Regions from separate parts of the Rattus norvegicus genome. Here region 1 is linked to region 2. Evidence: chromatin contacts called from public HiChIP or PLAC-seq data. All regions are on one chromosome and are shown on one strand. The core of a region is the stretch at or near the end of the contact, and the rest is flanking DNA. Distances in the headings are between cores, read along the strand shown.

Region 1 (6,000 bases), core at 1,546-4,045, 200 kb before region 2:
TGTTGGAGATATACAAGTAGCATTCAGATAAAGAGGGTCAAGGAATCAAACACTTGACTGAAAGACAATTCTGCAAAGCTCTCATGGTGTAAACAGCAGACAGGCCTTGAAGAGGTATTCCTCCCTACACAATACACCAGTGACTTCTATCATCTGTGACTGTGGCCATCCATCCAGAGGTCAGGAAGAAAGGGGTCAGGACTATGGAGAAAGAGTTATAAAGGGTAGAGGGATGCAACTCAGCTGGTAGTACCTGTAAGAAGCCCTGGGTTTGATCTTCTATATTGTATAAACCAGTTGTGTGGCTCAGGCCTAGAATCCCAGCACCCAGGAGGAAGAGGAGAAGGATCAAGAGTCCAAGGGCGGGGTTGGGGATTTAGCTCAGTGGTAGAGCGCTTGGCCATGGGTTCGGTCCCCAGCTCCGAAAAATAGAAAAAAAAAAAGAGTCCGAGGGCATTTTCCACTCTGACACCAGCTTGGGCTACATGTTAGCATAAGCTAACAGAACAAAAACATAAAGCCTGAGGTTATGTACAGTTGGTTAGGCAAGAGGATCACAAATTCAAAGCTTGCAGGGCCTAGTGAGTTAAATGCCAGCCTAGGTCTAACTTAGTGGCCCTGACTCAAATATAAAGTAAAAGAGGTGGGCACAGTGGCACATGCCTTAATCCCAACAAGTTTGCAGCCTATCAATGTAGAGCTCCAGAGCTGCACAGAGAAACCTTGTCTCGCATAAAAGAACGAATAGAGCACCTGCCTAGCACTCAGCAGACTCTAGAGGTAATTGCCAATAGGTCCCTTTTCCCCACCAAAAACAACAAAAAGAGAAAGGCAGGGGTAGTAGTGGTGGTGCATCTCTTTAGCCCCAGTACTCAGAAAACAAAGGCAGGCAGATCTCTTTGAGCTGGAGGCCAGCAGAGCAAGTTCCAGGACAGACAGTTCTACACAGAAAAACCTTGCCTGGGTTGAGGGGAGAAGGATGCTGTGTGTCCATACCTGTAATACCTGAATTTGGGAGACAGATGCAGGAAAGCTAAGAGTTCAAGACCAAGGCCCCCCGGGCCTACATAGTGATGCACAGTGAGTTCAAGAGCAGTTTTGTGGGCTACATGAGCCTGTCTGGAAAGAAAACAACAAGGGCTGGAGAGATGACTCAGTGGTTAAGAGCTCTGACTGCTCTTCCAGAGGTTCAATTCCCAGCAACCACATAGTGGCTCACAACCATCTGTAATGGGATCTGATGCCCTCTTCTGGTGTGTCTGAAGACAGCTACAGTGTACTCATACACATAAAATAAATAAATCTTAAAAAAAAAAAACAAAAGAAAGAAAACAAAACAAAAGCAAATTCCTAGGGTAGAACTGGAGTCTCTCCACAATTTTCTTGAATTTTGGATGTAGTGTGAGTGTGTTTGACTAAACTATGGATTGAACTCAGGACCTTAGGCATGGCGGGCAAAGGCGAGAGCAGTCAGATTCCAGCCCTACTGGGATTACGTCCATAAACTGAAGTAGTCAGCTGAATCTACCCAGTTATACCCAGAATGCCCTAACCTACCCTACCAAACCCTTCCTGAGTCTCAAAAGGCCAGGTTGCTGCTCTGGGACACACACACTTCCGTCCTTGTTGTCAAGGTGAGGTCTGTAAACTAGGATAGTAGTGACAGGGTTGTGACCATCGAGCATTGCTTCTCTCCAGACTACAGACCAGACCACCACCTTACGAGCCCATAATCTGACCAAGCTGCAAACCCACACCTCAAACCATTTGGCTCTATATTAACCTTTGTCTTGTACTGCTGAGGCCTACCTTAGTGTCTGTGACAGCACGGGTACATAACAAAGGAGTTAATACTTGGTACCTGAGTGGCCAAGTGCTACCTGAAGTGCTCCCGGTAAAAGTTCAGCATCAGTTATGGGGTTCCTTGTTCATTTTCTGGGACTCATTTCAAAGAGAGAATTTGTATAACAGTAGCACATCTCCAAAAAGACCTGGAGTGAACCTCATTTTGTCAGTTGCTCTGGACACTGTACACCACTTGCCACTCTGAAGTACTCACTCTTTCCCTTCTCTTTCCTGGCAGTACTAGGGACTGAACTGGGGACCCTGCGCTACAGCCCAGCATCAGCCCCTTCTTGGTTCGGATCTTTTTTAACAGGTCACCTTCCCCATCTCTCCTATAAGGTTTCAAGTTTCCGACCAGAAGACGTCTTTTTACCCCCTAGGGTGGACTTCTTGTCCCTCATGCTATTCCATTTCCTTCCAAACATTTGGCAGGGTCTGAAAACGCCCTGTCTACACAGTCTCCTACTAGAGCATCATGGCGGCTCCCTGTGGGCGGCTCCTGATTCCCAAGGCCGAGAGAAACGGTCTACCAGTAGTTAATGAATGAAAGAAACCTGCTAGGGACAGACAAAAACAATTGGAGGTTGCTGATGGTTACGGGGGATGCCAGTGGCTGATTGTGGCAATGGGAGAACTTCCGTGAGAAAGAGCAGGAGGCTGGAAATCCTCAGATAACCGGAAACTGAAAGAGGGAATGACGTTCGTGGCTTCCAGGCTACGTATACTACAGGCCTGTGCGTGGTGATCGATATCAGACCTCCGGGAGGCCGCAGGACCCGAGACCTCATCCCGCCCCGCCCTGCCAACCCCAGCTCCGTGGGCCCGCGCCACTCCACCCGGGCGTCCAAGGCCCGCTGTCGCCCGCCGGCCCGGCCCTGCCGCCTCCGCTACCCGAAGCAGCGAACTCACTCCTCCGCCATCTTCACCCCAGTCCTGCGAGCTTCGGAGACTATAGAGTTCGGCGCCGCAGGGCTAGCTGGGCCTGCGGCTGCTTCCGGTTTCCGCTGCGGGCAGGGGCGGGGCTTGGCCTCCCGGGGTGGCCCTCTGCCCCGTCCTTTTGGTGGCTGGAGAATTGGATGACTTCGGGGACTTTCTGTAGGCTTTTTCCGGCCAGGCCAGGCGACGATCTGCCCTCAGGACAGTACGACTTTTTCCGGTCCCTGGCAAGGATTTGGGGGAAACTTTTGAGATCCTGGTGACTCAGCTGTGATTGGAAAGCGGTCCTTACCGCGTGGAAATCACGGGGGTAAAAATGGGGGGAAGAGGTGTCTGGGCGTCCAGGGAGGCTGTGCGGAGGGAGTCTGGAGGCATTCGAGTCAGCTTCAGTTTTCCCAGCTTTGGGAAGAGTAGGCAGAGGGCAAACGCTAGACAGTGTACTCCTAGTATAAACGTTGAGAACTAGGAATACAGAGGTTTACCAGTTGGTGTGTTATATGTGAAAATGAGATCCAGGACAACTTGAGTTCATTCTCGCCTTACACTGTGTGGATCCTTGGCATTGAACTCTGGTAGTAAAGATTGGCGGCACCGCCTTTAATCATTGAGCTATCTTGGCACCCCAACAGATTCTTTTTAACCTGTATGTGGCGATTACACTAGGAAGTCCGAGGTTATCAGATGTCTTCCTTATTCATGCTCCACTTTAATTTATGAGACACAGAACCTGAAACTGGGGACATGCCATAGTGGCTAGCCAACAACTTCCAGGGATACTCCCTTCTCAGTCTCCCTATCCCTACGGTTACAGATGCCAGCAGCCATCCCTGGCTTTTATGTGGATAATGGGAATACTAACTGAGGTCCTGGGCTTTCAACACTTGAACAGTCTTTACTATTACTTAAAACTGGCCTGAAACTGCTGAGGTCTTCATGGAACTTTCTGGGTGTGCTCCGGGGCCCCTCAACCCTAGGTAGTTCTTTCCCCCTTTAATAAAGCTTAAAAGATAGTAATAAATGATTGCTCTGTCACTTTCCCAGAAAATGATCCTTCTCTCTCAGCATCTTGAGTAGTTGGGACTAGAGGGTGAGAGATACCCCGCTCCATCCCCATTCAGGTATCTGTCTACTTCTGTTCAGGGATGGAACTAAGAGCAACACATGGAAGGCAGGTATCCTTCTGCTGAGCTAACATGCCCAAATTCTCTATAGAGACCTATTGTATGCTGAGATGTACTTTGTGGGGTTGAGGCTATACAAAGGAACAAGGAAAGCCTGCTATTAAGGCAAGATAAAATTAAATGAACCAGGGTTGGGGATTTAGCTCAGTGATAGAGCGCTTGCCTAGCGAGCGCAAGTGTCGCGCCCACCTCGTCCGGCAAGGAAGACGCAACACGGTTGGATTCTTCTCAACAGCCTTTACTGCAGGACACCTTCTTTGTTGATACAGGGAGGCGGCGGCAGCCAGCCCTAAGTGTTACAGCTCCAAGTGTTACAGCTCCAAGTGTTACAGCTTTAAGTGTTACCGCGCCGTGCTAATCTTCTTTCAGGGATTGGTGGGGCACGAGTCACCCCACTGCATCCCAGCTACTTGTCCTCCAGAGATTGGCGAGGCATGAACTCCCATTTAGCATAGTACCGCCCCAGCCAGACTGACGTCAGGTGCAAAACTCCACGCATGCTCAGTACTGTTGTTAGGAGGGCGCCAGATTCACCTCATTATCATACAGCTGTCGCACCGCTCCCTACATCTCCCCCTTTTTTGTTTAATAAAATGACTGGTCTAGATCTGGGTGTCACGTCAATCTTGTCATTGCTCCTGTCTTAGGTCGTTCCTGACGATGACTTGGCCTTACCCATCGTTGGGTCACCCTATCGCCACCGGGCCCCGTGTCTTAGGTTGGTCCGAGCTCGAGGAAAGTTGCCCGTCCCTGGATACAATGACCCCACATGACTGTGACAAAAATGATCTAGGGCGAACTCTTAATCTTTCAAAGAGGCCAGCCATACATTGGGAGAAGCACCATTGTCAATGGCAGTCATAGCCTGGTAAACAACCGCTTTGTGTCTGGCATGTTCTCTTTTTAAACGGCCAATAAGCCAGAGACATACTCCGCATCCCAGGAGGACAATAGCTCCCCAGGCAAACATGCCCGCCCACTCCTTAAAAAAGGAGAAAGCATTGGTAATCCATGAGGTAAAGTCTTCAATTGTGATGGGGTCCAGCCTAGTGCTGTTGAGGACAGCAATCTGCATCAGCAATTGTCTGGATAGTTGCTCTGCTTTCATGGACCAGTTTCCTTTCAGATAATTTGAGATTTCTTTGCTCTGTTGAGAATGTTGAGAAAAGTTGGCTTGCAAAGGAGTAATGCATAAACCTCTTAGGGAGGAAACGCAAGACAGCTGTGTCATATGATACAGTGCTTCAATTTGTTCTTGAACTAAATCTATCCTTTGATTGGCTAATAGAAGGCCAGATGCCAAATGAGTATTAAATTCTTCTTGTATCTCTAGCGCCATTGCAGTTCTTTCTACAATCTGATTGACAGTCTCAGCCGTCTGTATTTGATTGGTCATAGCAATTGCAGCTGTGGTAGCTGCGGCAGCAGACAGCACGATGGCTGAAATTATGACTGCCGTAATTCCAAAATCTCTTTTGGTTCACAGCAAATTAAGAATAGGAAAACTATCTGGGTTTGCCTCTACTGGGATTGGCACAAAGGAGGGAATCTTGACCATTACTGCGGTGTCATTGTTGCCATCTCAGCATTCAGCTAAATAGCAGACTACATCAGAGCTATTACAATTTAAAACACCATTGTTGACATTAGTGCTTATCAGAAAGAAAAAGGTGATCTAACACATACTGAAGTACTAGTGGCAGTATTATGTTCCAAGAGGTTATTATATTGAATATTGGTCAACCTGGTATCATTTTTTCTGGTAGCCGAAACATTATACAGCGTGAAGTTCTCACCCATCAACCTAGCAAAGGGGGTCAGGGATGTATATGCCCCTTGCTCATTGGACAGCACCCATTGAAACCAAGGCCAGAGATTATGCTTGCCAGTCTTATTCTCCCCCCAGTCATACTGTACATGGCCAAGAGGAGGGGAAAATTCAAATCCCGGTAGGAATTGTTTTGTTCTATGGAATGGACTCTGACATGGGGTAAAATTAGGTGGAAACTCTTGATGCAGGGGGCAAGCGGGTAAGACT
Region 2 (6,698 bases), core at 3,841-6,340:
CCCACTCACCCACTCATCTACCCACTCACCCACTCACCCACTCACCTACCCATTCACCCACCTGCTCACCCACTCACCCACCCGCTCACCCACCCACCCGTACACTCACCCACTCACCCACTCACCTACCCGCTCATCCACCCATCTACCCACTCACCCACTCACTCACCCACTCACCCACTCACCCGCACACTCACCCACTCACCCACTTACCTACCCACTTACCCACTCACCCACTCACCTACCCGCTCATCCACCCATCTACCCACTCACCCACTCACCCACCCACTCACCCACTCACCCGCACACTCACCCAATCACCTACCCACTTACCCACTCACCCACTCACCCACCCGCTCACCCACTCACCTACCCGCTCATCCACCCATCTACCCACCTACCAATCCACCCATTCAGGACCCTACCTACCTACCCACCCATCCGCCCACCCATCCACCCATTCATGCACCTACCAATCCATCCACCCACCAACTCTCCCATCTACTTAATTACCCACCCACCTACCCATTCACCCACCTACCCACCCATCCGTCTACCTACCCACCTACCCATCTACACATCCACCCACTCATTCACCCACCCACAGATAACAGCTACACACCCACTCATTCACACGCCAACCCACCCATCTACACACTTACCTATCCACCCACCCACCCACACATTCAACCATATATCAAGTCACCCACACATACACCCACCCACCCATAGGTACACCCACCCAACCATTCATACACCTACCTACCCACTCATCTACCCACTCACTCACCTACCCACCCATCCATATACCCACCCACCCATCCATAGGTACACCCACCCACCCATCCATACACCGACCCACCCATCCATACACCGACCCACCCATCCATACACCGACCCACGCACACATTCATACATCTCCCTACTCATCTACTCACCCATCCACTCATCCTTCTCCTTGGTGAGGTACCAGGGATCGAACCCAGGACATCATACACGCCAGGCAAAGACCGCATCAGTTTTCACTTTCGTACCCCAGCCCCCTCTCCCTTCTTATTTGGAGACAGGATCTTACTATTATGACCTGGGTTGGCCCTTGAACCCACTCTAATTCAGACAGCCCTCGAACCCGGGATCCTTCTGTCTCAGTCTTTTGAGGAGCTGCAATTATACACCTGGCTACAACCATTGCTTTTAGAAGACATTGGCCGGTCTTAGCCCTGATAGGTTTCAGCATGGAGATTTGGGGCATGTTGTCTTGTGTCCCAGCTTACGTTTTGCAGTGGTAGATGGGGGAGTGGCAGTCCCTAGCTCAAAGGGCAGGAGGGATGAGCCAGACTGCTGCCGGCCCGTGCCTATCGTGCCCACGCTTGCTGACAGATGCCTGAATGCAGAGGGGTGCCATTCACCCATTCCTCCAACAGGTGCTGGTGGGGGGCAGGTATGTCACTGTCCTCCTGGACCCACACTCTTACGACACAGTGGTGTGGGATCTGCGTACACGGCTGGACTTCCACCCCTACGCCATCTTCCTCATGGAGAGGATTTTTGATCTGCAGCTTCCAAATTTCAACCCCAGCGAGGAGAAGGCCAGGATGAAGCCGTGAGTGTAGAGATGGGCCTGTGGGCAGGCCCTTGTAGGGGCTTCAACCCCACATCCTGTTGTGCTGGGCCCCTGTCTTAGTCAGGGTTACTACTGCTGTGACGAAATACCATGACCCAAAGCAAGTTGCGAAGGGAAGGGTTTGCTTGGTTTACACTTCCATATTGCTGCTCATCCCTGAAGGAAGTCAGGGAATGACCTCAAACAGGCTGGAACCTGGAGGCCGGAGCTGATGCAAAGGCCATGGAGGGGTGCTGCTTACTGGCTTGCTTCCCCTGACTTGCTCAGCCTGCTTTCTCATAGAACCCAGGGCCACAAGCCCAGGGTAGCACCAACCACAAGGGGCTGTGCTCTCCCTCATCAGTCACTAATTAGGAAAAATGCCCTACAGGCTTGCTTACAGCTGGATCTTATGGGGGACATTTTCTTAATCATGGCTCCCTCCTCTCCGATGACTTAGCTTGTGTCAAGTTGCTGTAAAACTCTTCAGCCCAGCCCTGAGGCCACTGTCCAGGAGAGACGGTTAAAAAACAAATGCAACCAGGATCACTGCCTGGCCCACACCTGCAGTTTGTGATGTTACATGAGGTTCCACAGGCAGGGCGCTGTCCCCTAGACACTCAGTAACTCACTGCTATTGGTGGCTTAGATTCTTACATGTCAACAGACCACCCCTGACCCTTGACAGTTCTCCAGGCTTTGGTCGGCCTGAAGTAGATCAGCTGCTCCTCTCACCATTGCCACTCGCACCCCCAGACTACGTCTTAGGTCCACATGGGGAGACCGGGTCAGCAGCTCAATCTTTGTCCCATCCCCCATCCATCTGAAATTGGATTTCCAGCCCCTTGCTGGATTTTATAGAGGAACTGGTTCAGACTTGTCTAGAAGCCTGTGGGTCCCTTGTCCAAGTTTGTGCACCAGGCAAGGACAGACTGTCCTGGCCAGGACCTCATAATGTAGCGTGAGTCCAAACAGTGTCTGTGCCTCAGCTGTGCCCTTCCCTGCCTAGGTGGCCTTGTCCCGACACTGGACTCTTTGTGCCCGAGTTTCTCCACTGTAAAACTGTCTCGGTGGTAGCTGTTATTCCTTTGACACACGTGCAATCTTTTTTTTCTGAGTATATTAAGTGACTAATGCCTATCTTGCGTTGCTGGTCTCAGGACGCTCATGCACAAAGACCTGCAGGCGCTCACGGAAGCCATGTATACCAACCTGCGCACCGTCCTGCTGGGTGACTCCACAGAAGGAGGCAGTGGCTGGCAGGAGAAAGGTCTGCTTGAGTTCTCCTACAGCTCCCTGCTCAGGTGAGCCCATAACCTTGTCATGGCCGAGGGAATTGGGGGTACCCTGTGGGTGAGGGCACTGTGGGAGATGCTCAGAACAGAACACGGGAAGGAGGTGACTCAGGTGGAACCCCAAATTCACCCTACGCAACCTGAGCTGTGAACCAGATGTGAGCTGTAAAAAGCGCCAAGTGTCCGAGTGTCCTCCAGAGCAGGAGTCCATCTTAAGTCCGGGTTTCTATTCCTGCACAAACACCGTGACCAAGAAGCAAGTTGGGGAGGAAAGGGTTTATTCAGCTCACACTTCCACATTGCTGTTCATCATCAAAGGAAGTCAGGACTGGAACTCAAGCAGGTCAGGAAGCAGGAGCTAATGCAGAGGCCATGGAGGGATATTGCTTACTGGCTTGCTTCCCCTGGCTTGCTCAGCTTGCTCTCTTGTAGAACCCATGACCACCAGCCCAGGGATGGCACCATCACAAGGAGCTGGGCCCTCCCCACTTAATCACTTATTGAGAAAATGCCTTACAGCTGGCTCTCATGGAGGCATTTCCTCAAGGGAGGCTCCTCTGTGACAACCCCAGCATGTGTCAAGTTGACACACAAAAGCAGCCAGCACAGTCCCCTAGGTGGGCATCCTGGCATCTGGCTCTCATCAGCTAGCAATGATGCTTAGAAGACCAACAAGGGAGCTCGACCTGAGGTCAGACCTCATAACTGTAGTAAAAACAGTGCAGCAAAGTGCAACTCCTTCAGCTGTGCAGCATCCTCAGTGGTCCCCCAGGACACAGCAGGGGACATAGCAGATGAGTTCCTTATGCCTGAGAGGGCAGCGATCCAGAGATGGGACATCTGGGGGCTTTCAGCCTCAATGCTAAGGTTTAACCGCAGGGCTGTGGGGCACCTGCAGTGTGAAGACTTTGGTGGGGAAGCAGCAAGTGCTAAGCCCTGGAGTGGCAAGAAGCTGGGTGAAGGGGCCAGGGCGGCTAGAACAAAGCAGGGAAGTGGCAGGGAGAACAGGTAGAGATATCTGCAGAAGCCGGCCTCACAGCCGGGTGGAAGGCTTTGGAATGTAGGCTCAGCTGGATGGTGGTGACCTTTAGGGACCCACAAAGGGGCCCCGATACAATCTGATTTGTGTCTATGCAGAGGACTCTGTAGGCGAGACCCAGGCAAGGGGACCCACCAGGACATCCGTGGGTCATAGCAATAGCCTGGACCGAGGAGAGGGCAAGAATACAAGGTTGGCAGGAAGGTTTTTAACAGGAGGGAGAGTTGGGAGACTGTACCTCAATGGTCAGTAGCACCGACCCAAAACAACAACAAAAGACACTTTATTCATAGAAGTTGAGAGAGACACACGTGCGTTCCGATAAGAGGCAACCATTCATTTGTTGTCATGGGTGCATGTGTGTACACAGGTGCCATCACATCTGTTTGGACTGGGTGGGTAAACTCACTTCATGCTCCCTGAGGTGGTAATTTACAGACCCACTAGTTAGATGGGAAAACTCACCCAGGGTCCCTGTCAGGGTGGTAGGTGGCTGCTCTCAGCATCCCTTCCGTGAGACACAGCCTTTTTGTTTGGCACAGTTCACACACACAGTAGGGCTATACTGGTCTGCATGCTGCTGGCTCCCCTGTTGTTTAGGATGAGAACTGATCTAGCAAGGGACAGCAGAACCTTGTCCCTGACTGGCAAGTTCTCAGCAGGGTGACACTCAGGTGTCCTGGCTTCTGTCACCCTGCATCTTCCTGTGGAACAGCAAGGAGATACGGGGGGTGGGGGTGGGGGGGGGCTTAGGCAGGGGCACCAGTTGGCACCAGCATAGGGAGTCCCACAGGGTCTAGGCCTGGCCTGAGTTTCTACCTCCACCAGGCTTGGTGTGCTGAGGCATTGCAGTTACCTGAACAATGAAAGTGCGTAAGATTCAGAAAGGCAGATACGAGGTGATGGTCCCTGTGCCCCAACTTCCCGAACCTTCCAACGTGTCCTGTGGTGCCTGGCCTTCCTTCAAAGTGGTATCCTAAGTTCCACTCTGGCTCCCTTGACTCCGAGGCAACTCACTTCACCCTGAGCAGAGGGCTCCTCTCCAGGGCGGTTCAGTTGGGTTTCCGACTGGAAAAGCTTGCTACATAGTCTCTAGGCCACTAACTCTGCATCTCCCAAGAGCTGTGGGCTTCGGCAGCTCCATTTTAGTTTATGGCACCGAGCGCCACCTAGTGGCCATCTGGGTCCACATACACTTGTAGGCTATGTGTTCCCTATGTCTGCCCAGAGTTAGGGAGGAAAACATGAGAACCTTTCAGGCTGAGGATGAGGATGGGGAAGGCTGAGCTTGGCCTCTGAGCCCTAACTTTTCCTAGGCGAAGCTGGCTTCCTGTCAGCCCAGAGGAGAGAGCAGGTGTGGGCCTCCTACCTGGAGAGTTTGTTTCCAGCACAGACACTGGGCTGGGCTGGAGAGGGGAGTGGGGTGCAGGTGGGGTTGTGATGGTGACATGGATGGCTCCTGGTAGACAGACTTATGATGGCCTGTCACCAGAGTCCTCAGGAGTGTGTTGTATTTATATATCGATCTTTCCAGTCACTCTACCACCCACCCACACCACTCACATCCATTCATCCACCCATCAACCTGTCCACCGTCCGACTTAACCTCCATCTACCCATCTATCCACCCACCCATCCACCTCTGTGAACCCACTCATTCACCCACGAATCTACCCACCCAGCCACTCACTATTGCTCCATAGACATGCCTACCCACCATCATTGACCCAGCATCCATTGCGGGCCTACTGCTGCAGGCACGGTGTGAGTGAGGCTCAGGGTGAGGGCTACACGTGCTTCTCTCAGTCTCCCCGCTCCCCTCTCCTTCCTGTTTCTCCCTCTCCCTGCTTGGAAAAACCCTCTCCTGGGAGACCCAAGGCTGGGGGAGCTTAGGAAGGTGACGTGGTGTTCTGCTCCACTCTGTTGCTGTGATAAAACACTCCCACTAAAAGCAACTTGGGAAACAAAGGGTTTACTTCATCATACATTTTCAGGTCACACAACATCTCTGAGGGAAATAGGCAGGGTAGGAACTGAAGAGGGGAAACTGAGGCAGGGTAGGAACTGAAGACAGGACCTGACTTGTTGCTGTCACCCCAGCGCTGGCTACCTGACCCTGTATGGAGTGGAGGCCTCACCACGCACCCACGAGAGTCAGGCCCTCGACCGTGACCACTCAGCCGACGTTTTCCGCACCTTCCGCCAGCTGGATCTGATGCTCCCCAAACTGGCTCGAGGCTCCTTGTCAGTGGGTAAGCATCGTGATGTCACAGCAGAAATGGATGATTGCTCATGGCACTTCAATAAGTGTGTTACAGTTTTCCTCGTTCCTGGCTAGCTACCAAATAATTGAGATCGGATCACTATATTTATTTAACATGCATTAATAAGGGCACAACAACTGAACAGTTACTACTCTGCTTTAATCTTTTATGCTGATCTGGCTAAGATACTGGCAGGTTTGGCTTTCTCATCCTCTCTCCTGGATCTCTTTCCTGGGCTGAATCCCTTTCCCTAGCTGACAGGAAGTTCCGCCCTATTCTCTCTCCTGCTCAGTCATTGGCTGTTAAGCTCTCTTTATTGACATGTCAGGAAACAATTGAGGAGCTGGTGTTTACATAAGATTGAGGCAGGAGGTTTTCTGGATTAGGATTGCAAGGGAGACAGAAATGAGCACTTGAATCTTCACACTGTGCACAAGAACACTGTGCCTAGGTGGTGCGTCCCATGCACGGCAGACTGGATGGTCTTTCCCTACAAA

Evidence for each region. HiChIP or PLAC-seq counts read pairs in DNA pulled down with a chosen protein or histone mark.
Region 1: an H3K27ac HiChIP or PLAC-seq map of oligodendrocytes shows a contact between it and region 2, with 8 times the contacts expected there. The contact joins the promoter of Slc9a8 here to the enhancer-like site in region 2. A contact is called at or near these places in 9 of 12 Hi-C or Micro-C datasets (the A7r5 cell line, the Rat2 cell line, Schwann cells and 5 more) and 1 of 1 datasets of contacts at active chromatin or transcription factors (oligodendrocytes).

What each region holds. Positions count from the first base shown.
Region 1 is chr3:176,563,920-176,569,919 of GRCr8, reverse strand. It overlaps Slc9a8 (solute carrier family 9 member A8), which reads right to left and starts at 2,795. Exons shown (of 16, transcript NM_001025281.2): 1 at 2,755-2,795. The coding sequence starts at 2,765.
Region 2 is chr3:176,361,978-176,368,675 of GRCr8, reverse strand. It overlaps Ptgis (prostaglandin I2 synthase), which reads left to right. Exons shown (of 10, transcript NM_031557.2): 3 at 1,425-1,603; 4 at 2,764-2,907; 5 at 6,038-6,189. Among named protein-coding and RNA genes, the nearest start is that of Ptgis, 18 kb to the left of the region's middle. Within about 2 kb of position 5,090, at least 5 of the 93 cell types and tissues checked have an H3K27ac peak or open chromatin away from gene starts, as enhancers often do.